Regions from separate parts of the Oryzias latipes genome. Here region 1 is linked to region 2. A link is a contact called in public Hi-C data. All regions are on one chromosome and are shown on one strand. Each heading gives the region's core, a stretch centred on a gene start, on an enhancer-like site or on the middle of the called end of the contact. The rest is flanking DNA. Distances are from core to core; before and after follow the strand shown. Region 1 holds the start of LOC101170477 (ankyrin repeat and SOCS box protein 9). Region 2 holds the start of rab9a (ras-related protein Rab-9A).

Region 1 (3,789 bases), core at 214-2,713, 130 kb after region 2:
TTTTTTCTATTCTCTGACTACAGATCCTGGCTGACAGCAGCTTTACAGAACCTGTTTGACCTAAAACAAAAATGGATGTGGCTAAAAGAGTTTTCAAAACCTGCGTTTGCAACCCAAAGATGAAGATCCCCTACCAAGTTGAAGAAGTTTCTCCACAGAACTGAGATGCAGATTAGAGCAGGCAGCATGGAGAGGGGTTCCCACAACATCAATGTGCTGATCCACATCTGCACCGTGCAGGACCAGAGCTTCAATGCACTCAGGCCGACCTGGGGAGAGTCGCCAGAGGGCTCGTAACCAGAAGCGCTGCACTCAAAGGGTTCAGCTTTGAAATTGGCCCGACATCCCAGGAGAGAACGTGCTTCTGTTTTACTTTCAAGTCTCAGTCAGCAGGCTGTCTTTTCTTTAAAACTTAATACACGTTAGGGTTTTTTTTTTTTTTTGTTAGTATTAACTAAGATCATCCATGCACATGTCCTGGAATGTGACCTCTGACCTGCAGCAGCAGCCAAGTGGATCGGAGAGCTGGGTTGGCTGGTGCCCAGGGGAGCCGCTCCACGCTGCAGAAGCAGCGATACGCAGGTCACATGACCCCGAGCACAAGCTTCTGTGAGGGCTGTCCTGCCGTCCACAGTCGAGCGGTTTACCTAGCGTCAAAGGTCACTTTTAAAACAGAAATTCAGTCAGCAAAAAAAAAACACACAAAGATGCGACAAACAAAAAGCAGCAAAATTAGACTGGGAACATGAAAAATCCCATTATTTCCATTCTTTGGGCCCAAAGTTGAAATGTTTCACCGACAAAGTGAACTCAGATGATAGATACTTCACTGACATCTGCCCCGTTTTCCAGCAGAAGCTCGGCACATGCTGTGTGGCCTTGCATGCACGCTCCATGAAGGGGCGAGACCCGGTCCAAAGTGCTCAGGTTTACACAGACTCCCTGTGAGCAAAAGAACATACATGTGGATTCTCAGAAACTCTATAGCCACACATAGGGAGTCCTGAAAATGAAATTCACCACAGCAGCATGTGTAACTCAAGATCAAACGTGAGTTTTTTTGGGGGGCTCTGGACCCAGAAGCTGTGAGTTGCAATACTTTATTACAATGTAACTCTACTCCCCAAGGGTCTACTAAACATTACCTGAGCCACGAGCCTCTGCAGGGTGAGGAGCTGTCCGTTAAAGGCTGCAGCGTGAACTGGAGACCAGTCGGATTCCACATCTCCATGTGGAGGGAAATGCATTGAAAGGAGCCGTTTGAAGGTGAAAACACGCCTGAACTGTCAGATACTACTCACCACTCATCAAAGGGCTGGAGAAAAACACAGTGCTGGCCCGCTGGGTCTCTTTGTGTCCAGCAGACATGGCTCATCGTGTTGTTGTTTTTTTCATTCCCAGAGCCTGATTGTTGAGTAGAGCAGACTGTGTTTGGTCTTGTTTTGTGGGCAGATCTCAGTCAGTTGATGTCATTTCCTTCCTGCAGGAAGAGAGGCCTCCTGAACGCAACAAACTAGAGGGCCAATGAGGACGCAGAGGTGCAGAAGCGCCGGAGCAGGTCTGTGCTCACCCATGCACACCCTTCCTTTACAGCAGGAAAGAGCTGAACACAAGAGAAACCCAACGCAGTGGGACAAAACCCGGACTCTCCCGTCACAAACAGCCACGTTTGTTTCTGCTGCTGCACAGAATTTCTCTGTTTTTAGGGTGAAATTATCTTTTATTTAAACTTGGACTTATAGCAGCAATGAAAATCTCCTTTTATGAGAGCTTTCTCACAACACACCTGCAACATGACCAGCTAGAAGCAGTTTTTGATCCTGGTGCTCGATGCATTCAGAATATCGGATTTTAAAGGGGCAGCCACTGGATTTTTACACCCCAACGTTTAACTTGCACTGACAAAAACCCCAGTTTGTTTCAAGAGTTGCAGTTACACGAGAGTCCAGCAGAGGGCGACGAGAGAGCAGAATGTGGACAAAGCCTTTCAGCATCTGCTGGTAAATGCTGAGCAGAAGGCCACACACAATTGACTTAGTGCCGTGCCAGGAGAGTGGATTAGAATAGCATTGTAGAAGCTGAATGAATGGCCTCTCTGTTGTGCTGAACACTAAAGGTCCTTGATGCTTTGTTTCAAATGTCCAGACTGCTTTCAGGTCTGAGGCTCAGAGAGCATGTGCAGCAACGGCTGATGCATTCAGGGACTCATGCATACATGACTCCGCTATTTTTGGCGTCCAAACTTTATGATTTTCTGTTCTTGTGTGAACGAAAGCTTAATAAAATACACATTTGATTATTAATTATTCTTTATTAAGGACCACTTTCTGCTTTGACTTCTCACTTTTAGGTGAAAAGCCATGTGCGTCTTTTGGCCAAACATGTTAAAATGTTTATTTCTTTATTTGTTTTAAACAACAATAATTATGCTTAACACCCTCAACTGATACCACTGTAAAATGGACAAAACTGTGCACAAAACTGCACTTTAATCCTTTTTTTTGTTATTATTATTATTGTGTTTCCAGTGTTTTATTGCTGTCTCTCTTGTGTTTTTTTAAATTTCCTTATGGCTTGTGCTTTTTCTTTTAATATTATTATTTCTTTCTTACTCACTTTTGCCCTGTGCACTGCTGCTGTTGGAACCACCCACAATTTAACTACTGCTGCCAGTTATAATAAAGTCTATTCTATTCTATTCTAACTTAAAAATATTTTTAAAATCTTCTATACATTTAATTTATCCATAAGTTGAATAGTTTTTTTAGATAAACTATCCTATATGACAACATGTGTCCGTATGAATATTTGTTCATTTCTGTTTTTAAATAACCAGAAATTGAAAATCTGTACAAAAACCATTTGAAAAAACTGGAAAATTAGATTAATCTTCTCTTCTGCTAGTGGTTCTTTAACAAATCTAATTTCGTCTCATTTTGAAAAATATTTTTGGGGTTTTGTCTTTGGTCACCTGATTCCACAAATCAGCTCCTTTACATTTTTTTTTAATAATTTTTACCCTGAATCTTGATTTTATTGAATAAGTCAAGCTAGGATGACCTGTACTGATCCTAGGGAGGGGAATTCAATTGTTGCAGCAGCTCTGTGGATCAGGGATCAACAATAAAACGTGCAAAACAATTGAAGATAAGGTAAAAACAACATAAAAATAAAATAAAGCTATACAACTAACTATAAAATTCACTGTACATGCAAACAAATATCTGCACCTTTTCAATGTTTCACGTTTTTTTAACTCTTTCATTTTTTTAGAGGAAATAAAAACATGAACATTTGTTTCAGCCTTTCAGTAGAAATTCCTCCACATGCCTTGCGGTTTGTTGAAAGGTTTGCAAATCCTGTTAACTCTTCCAACCAAAGCACCTCAAGAATTTTAACATGTAGAGTTAAAAACTGTAGAGTCTGAAACCTCCACTGAAATTCACACACCAATGAAGTTCTTTTTAGTTCTTTGGTACACTCTGTCTTTCTTTTCATTCATGCATCATAAATGTTGCAGCCGGTCACCCGGCCTCATATTTGAAAGGGGCTGGATTCTCACATGACTCCAGGAATGCAAATATGTGAAGCTGTCAAAAGGGGCTGCAGGCGGCTTGATGAGAGGATGGAACTGTGTGCATGAGCTGGATTTGGCCTTCCAGACTCCAGCTGCTCTGAATCCATGAATCCATTGTAAATGTCCTGACCTTCTTAATTCAGTGCTTTTATGGAAGACTTTAATGAAGCGAAAAACTCCTCTCAATGCAAAGATCCTGTTTATTAATCTGA
Region 2 (3,847 bases), core at 671-3,170:
AGATGACATGGATTGGACTGTGGCGTACCATAGTAATGGTAACAAAACAAGGACACTCACACTTTTTTTTCATGCACAGATACAGATATTTATGAGTATTTAACTCTCTCAGGTGGGTACTTCATGGCTTTGAGTGGGCTTGTTGGGGAAAAAGAGGATGTGGCCAGGTTAAAGCTGCTTCTCAGTGACCGGACCCAGCAGGCCAGCTTCTGCCTCATGTTTGACTACCGCATACTGGGCCAAAATGTGGGAACATTAAAGGTGCTGCTGGAGAACAACGCTTATCCGGTTTGGGAGCAGGGTCAAAGCAAAGAAGAAGGTTGGCAGACAGAGCTCCTGTCTGTGGCCTGGACAGAAAAGGCTCCACAGTCTGTGAGTTCCTGTTCTTTTATTTTTTTTTAACTTCATAAGTATTAAGACTTCTTTAACCAAAAATTTGCAAATGTGTAAGACATAAATGTTTCATCAAAAGCCCAACACTCATGACCACAAGTACTACTTTAAAAAATGACCATTTTGGAAGTGTTTTTTTTTGTCTCTAATTTAAATATGGTTTGGAATAGATCGTCTTTGAAGCGCGGCGTGGAAAAGGTGTTGGAGGTGAAATAGGGCTGGATAATGTTGCGCTGACCTCAGGGCTCTGTCAAGAGGATGCCAGTCCAATCTTCTGACGATCTTCCCATGAGATCATCTGCCAAAGAAGACACATCAAGGATTGAGTTTCCTTTCCCTGTGAATTCTTCTTCTTACTGGAGTCTTTCAGAGTTCTTAAACAGTGCAGTCCCACTCTCAAAAAGAACATGTACAGTCAGTGCAGCTGACTTTATTTACCTGCTGCTACATCACTCCGTTGGACACAATTAATTTTCTGAACAGTAACATACAGGACATATTTCTCAGGAAAAAAGTGGGGATACATTTAATATTGGCTTTAACACGATTGTGCACACACCTCGTTCACAACTGAAGTATTCTGCCAGATGGAATGTGAAATTAAGGGTGATTTAAAACTATAATCACAGAAAGTATTTTTGAAGGCTTTTTTGTTGTTATAATATCAGGATAATCAGTGAATTAATTGCATAAAATATGTGATGTATTCACTCATTAAACATTGTTTTCCAATCTTGCCAACCTTCCTTCTGTTTCTTCTTTTTAATGGAATAATATTTAGGTGAAATATACATAAAGTCTTACCAATGCTTTTAAGATAATGTTATCTGGCAATAAAACGAAAGGGATCTGTTCAATCTCTGAAGCTAACATTGAAATCCACAACCATTTTTTTTAGAAATAGATATACAGAATATATTAGGAAAGACTGAATTTAACTGCAATTTACTCGCAACTGCTCACCTATTACGAAACATTATTGAAAACCACTTCAATTATTGCAAACTTTAAAATAAAAACATGTATACAGTTTTGACTTTTTACCGTGTACATTTCCCTCCACAGACTGGGGGAAAAAACAAAACAAACATGGTAAACTGAAACTCAGACTACAGTACTTCTCAACAACAAATTCTAATGAGATCTAATTTGGGGAGAATTCCCAGAATACCTCTCTCATCTTAGTTCTTTGCTTGGATTTGGAGTTTGTTTCTCTATTTATGTTTTCCGCTGTGTGTGCCTTACCTTAAAAGCACTACATAAGATTCACATGTTTTATTCATGTTTGGTTAATTGGCCCATTTAAAAACAGGATTGATTGGCGCCCTCTGGTGGATGATATTGAAAGATGCAATTTAAAATTTATTTGATTTTGTAGTGTTAAAAACAAAATTAAAATAAATAAACAAAACACGTGTTTTAACTTTTGTGTTTGATGTTTTTTCCAGTATAAATATTTTACTTTGAAAGATTTTTTGCCTGGACCCTGACTAGATCACGTGATCGGAAGCCACAGCCAAGCAGCTCGTTAGCTAGTTGTTAGCAGCTAGTTGCTTTAGCATAGGAGTTCAACAGGAAACGCTGGAAGCTGACGCTACAACAAGCTGTCAGTCGATGCATCCGCATTGTTTTATTGGTTGTTTATTATTCAGACCCGACTCGACAGCAACTCGATCCGAACAATAAGGTACGTTAACATCGGTTAACCGTGTAAAAAGAAAATACATACGACAAAAATGACAGAGTAGCACAATTTGAGTTTGTATGTTGTAGCTTGTTTAGCTCAGCTGTTGGCTTGTTTTCTAACATTTAAGCTAACAGCAAGTAGGCTAAAACACAAAAATCTGCACATTTGATTTCAAATTCATTAAAGAAAGTTGAAGTATCTGCCCATAACGCAGTTATTCGGTCAGAACAGCTGTATTTTATGTATAGATATTTATTTATTTTTTCGAAAGTCATTGATTGGACCGCTAATCATGTCTTGAACCGTCTGTCATTTTAGGCTAACTGTTTGTGCTGTCGAAGCTGGAGAACGGTTCTCCTAAATCAACTTTTAACAAATTAGCATGTGACTTACTTTGGACTGGGGCTCACAGCACATGATCTGGACAAGTGAGGGAAGTCGAAATCAATCCGGGGTGAGTTGAAAGCACCACATACACACACAAATTCTGTGTTCCAGTTACGGATGTTTCTCCTTTCGTTCCAAATAACACTAATAATTTTTCCCTCTTTTTTTAAAAAGTTGCTTTACTTCAGGAGTGGTGAAAAGCTTTGAAGAAGAGCCATGACAACAAAAACCTCCTTGTTAAAAGTCATCTTGCTGGGTGATGGGGGTGTGGGAAAGAGCTCCATAATGAATCGCTACGTCACCAACAAATTTGATGCCCATCTTTTCCACACCATCGGCGTCGAGTTCCTAAACAAAGACCTCGAGGTAGACAGCCGCCAGGTTACCCTGCAGATCTGGGACACTGCGGGTCAGGAGCGCTTCCGCAGCCTGAGGACTCCTTTCTATCGTGGCTCTGATTGTTGCCTACTCACCTTCAGTGTGGACGATCACCAGAGTTTTCTCAACTTGGGCAACTGGAAGAAAGAGTTCATTTATTATGCTGATGTCAAAGAGCCAGAAAAGTTCCCGTTCGTCGTCTTGGGCAACAAGGTGGATGTGACGGAGCGGCAGGTCTCGACTGAGGAGGCCCGGCAGTGGTGCCAGGAGAATGGTGATTATCCTTATTACGAGACCAGTGCCAAAGATGCCACCAATGTAGCAGTAGCCTTTGAAGAAGCAGTGCGCAGAGTGCTGGCAGCGGAAGAAAGAACAGTTCACCTCATCCCTACGGACACAGTGAAGCTCCACCGAAAGCCCCGCTCTGCTGCTGCTTGCTGTTAAAGGAGCCACCATTTCAAAATCCGTGAGAAGGAAGGAAAACATTGGCGTTCATTGCTGTATCTTACTCAAACAAGGCTACTGACACTTTTTGATAAGCTAAAGGCAAAGACTTCTGCTGAAACTTTCGAAAAGAAACACTAAATCCATACATGTTCTTTTCACACATAACCTCAAAGCACTGATGCATGACTTCGGCTCTGCCACAGTCCCAAAGGCAAGCTTTACTAGAATAGGTGTTGAGATTGTTTGCTAAATCAAGAAAAAAATGTGTATATCCGTAAATTAAGTATTCTTAAATGGATTTTTCCTTATAAAAAAAATGACTTGCTTCTCAAATCTGTTTAGACGGGTACTGTGATGAACCTGCGTCTATTATAGGGATCCTGAACTTGGTTTATGGTGGTTTCATCACAAATATTTATATTTAAAATATACCTGCACATAAAAATCTCTAAACATTGGAGTTATGAAATAGCTGTTGCACTGCTTTTTATGACTAATAAACGAAAGCTCAATATTTAAAAAACGAAGACTTGCTGTTAGTGCATCAGAACATTT

The links. Hi-C and Micro-C count contacts between places; a contact is called where the count stands out from the background.
Region 1: a contact with region 2 is called in a Hi-C map of embryo, with 2.3 times the contacts expected there. The contact joins the promoter of LOC101170477 here to the promoter of rab9a in region 2. A contact is called at or near these places in 2 of 5 Hi-C or Micro-C datasets (both in embryo).

The regions. Positions count from the first base shown.
Region 1 is chr21:24,106,214-24,110,002 of ASM223467v1, forward strand. It overlaps LOC101170477 (ankyrin repeat and SOCS box protein 9), which reads right to left and starts at 1,464. Exons shown (of 7, transcript XM_004081956.4): 1 at 1,302-1,464; 2 at 1,146-1,225; 3 at 835-942; 4 at 497-647; 5 at 135-269. The coding sequence starts at 1,368.
Region 2 is chr21:23,977,113-23,980,959 of ASM223467v1, forward strand. rab9a (ras-related protein Rab-9A) reads left to right here and starts at 1,921. Exons shown (of 3, transcript XM_004081786.4): 1 at 1,921-2,080; 2 at 2,399-2,534; 3 at 2,642-3,847. The coding sequence starts at 2,684. The coding sequence ends at 3,289. It overlaps egfl6 (epidermal growth factor-like protein 6), which reads left to right. Exons shown (of 12, transcript XM_011489854.3): 10 at 1-38; 11 at 113-372; 12 at 564-1,130. The coding sequence ends at 671.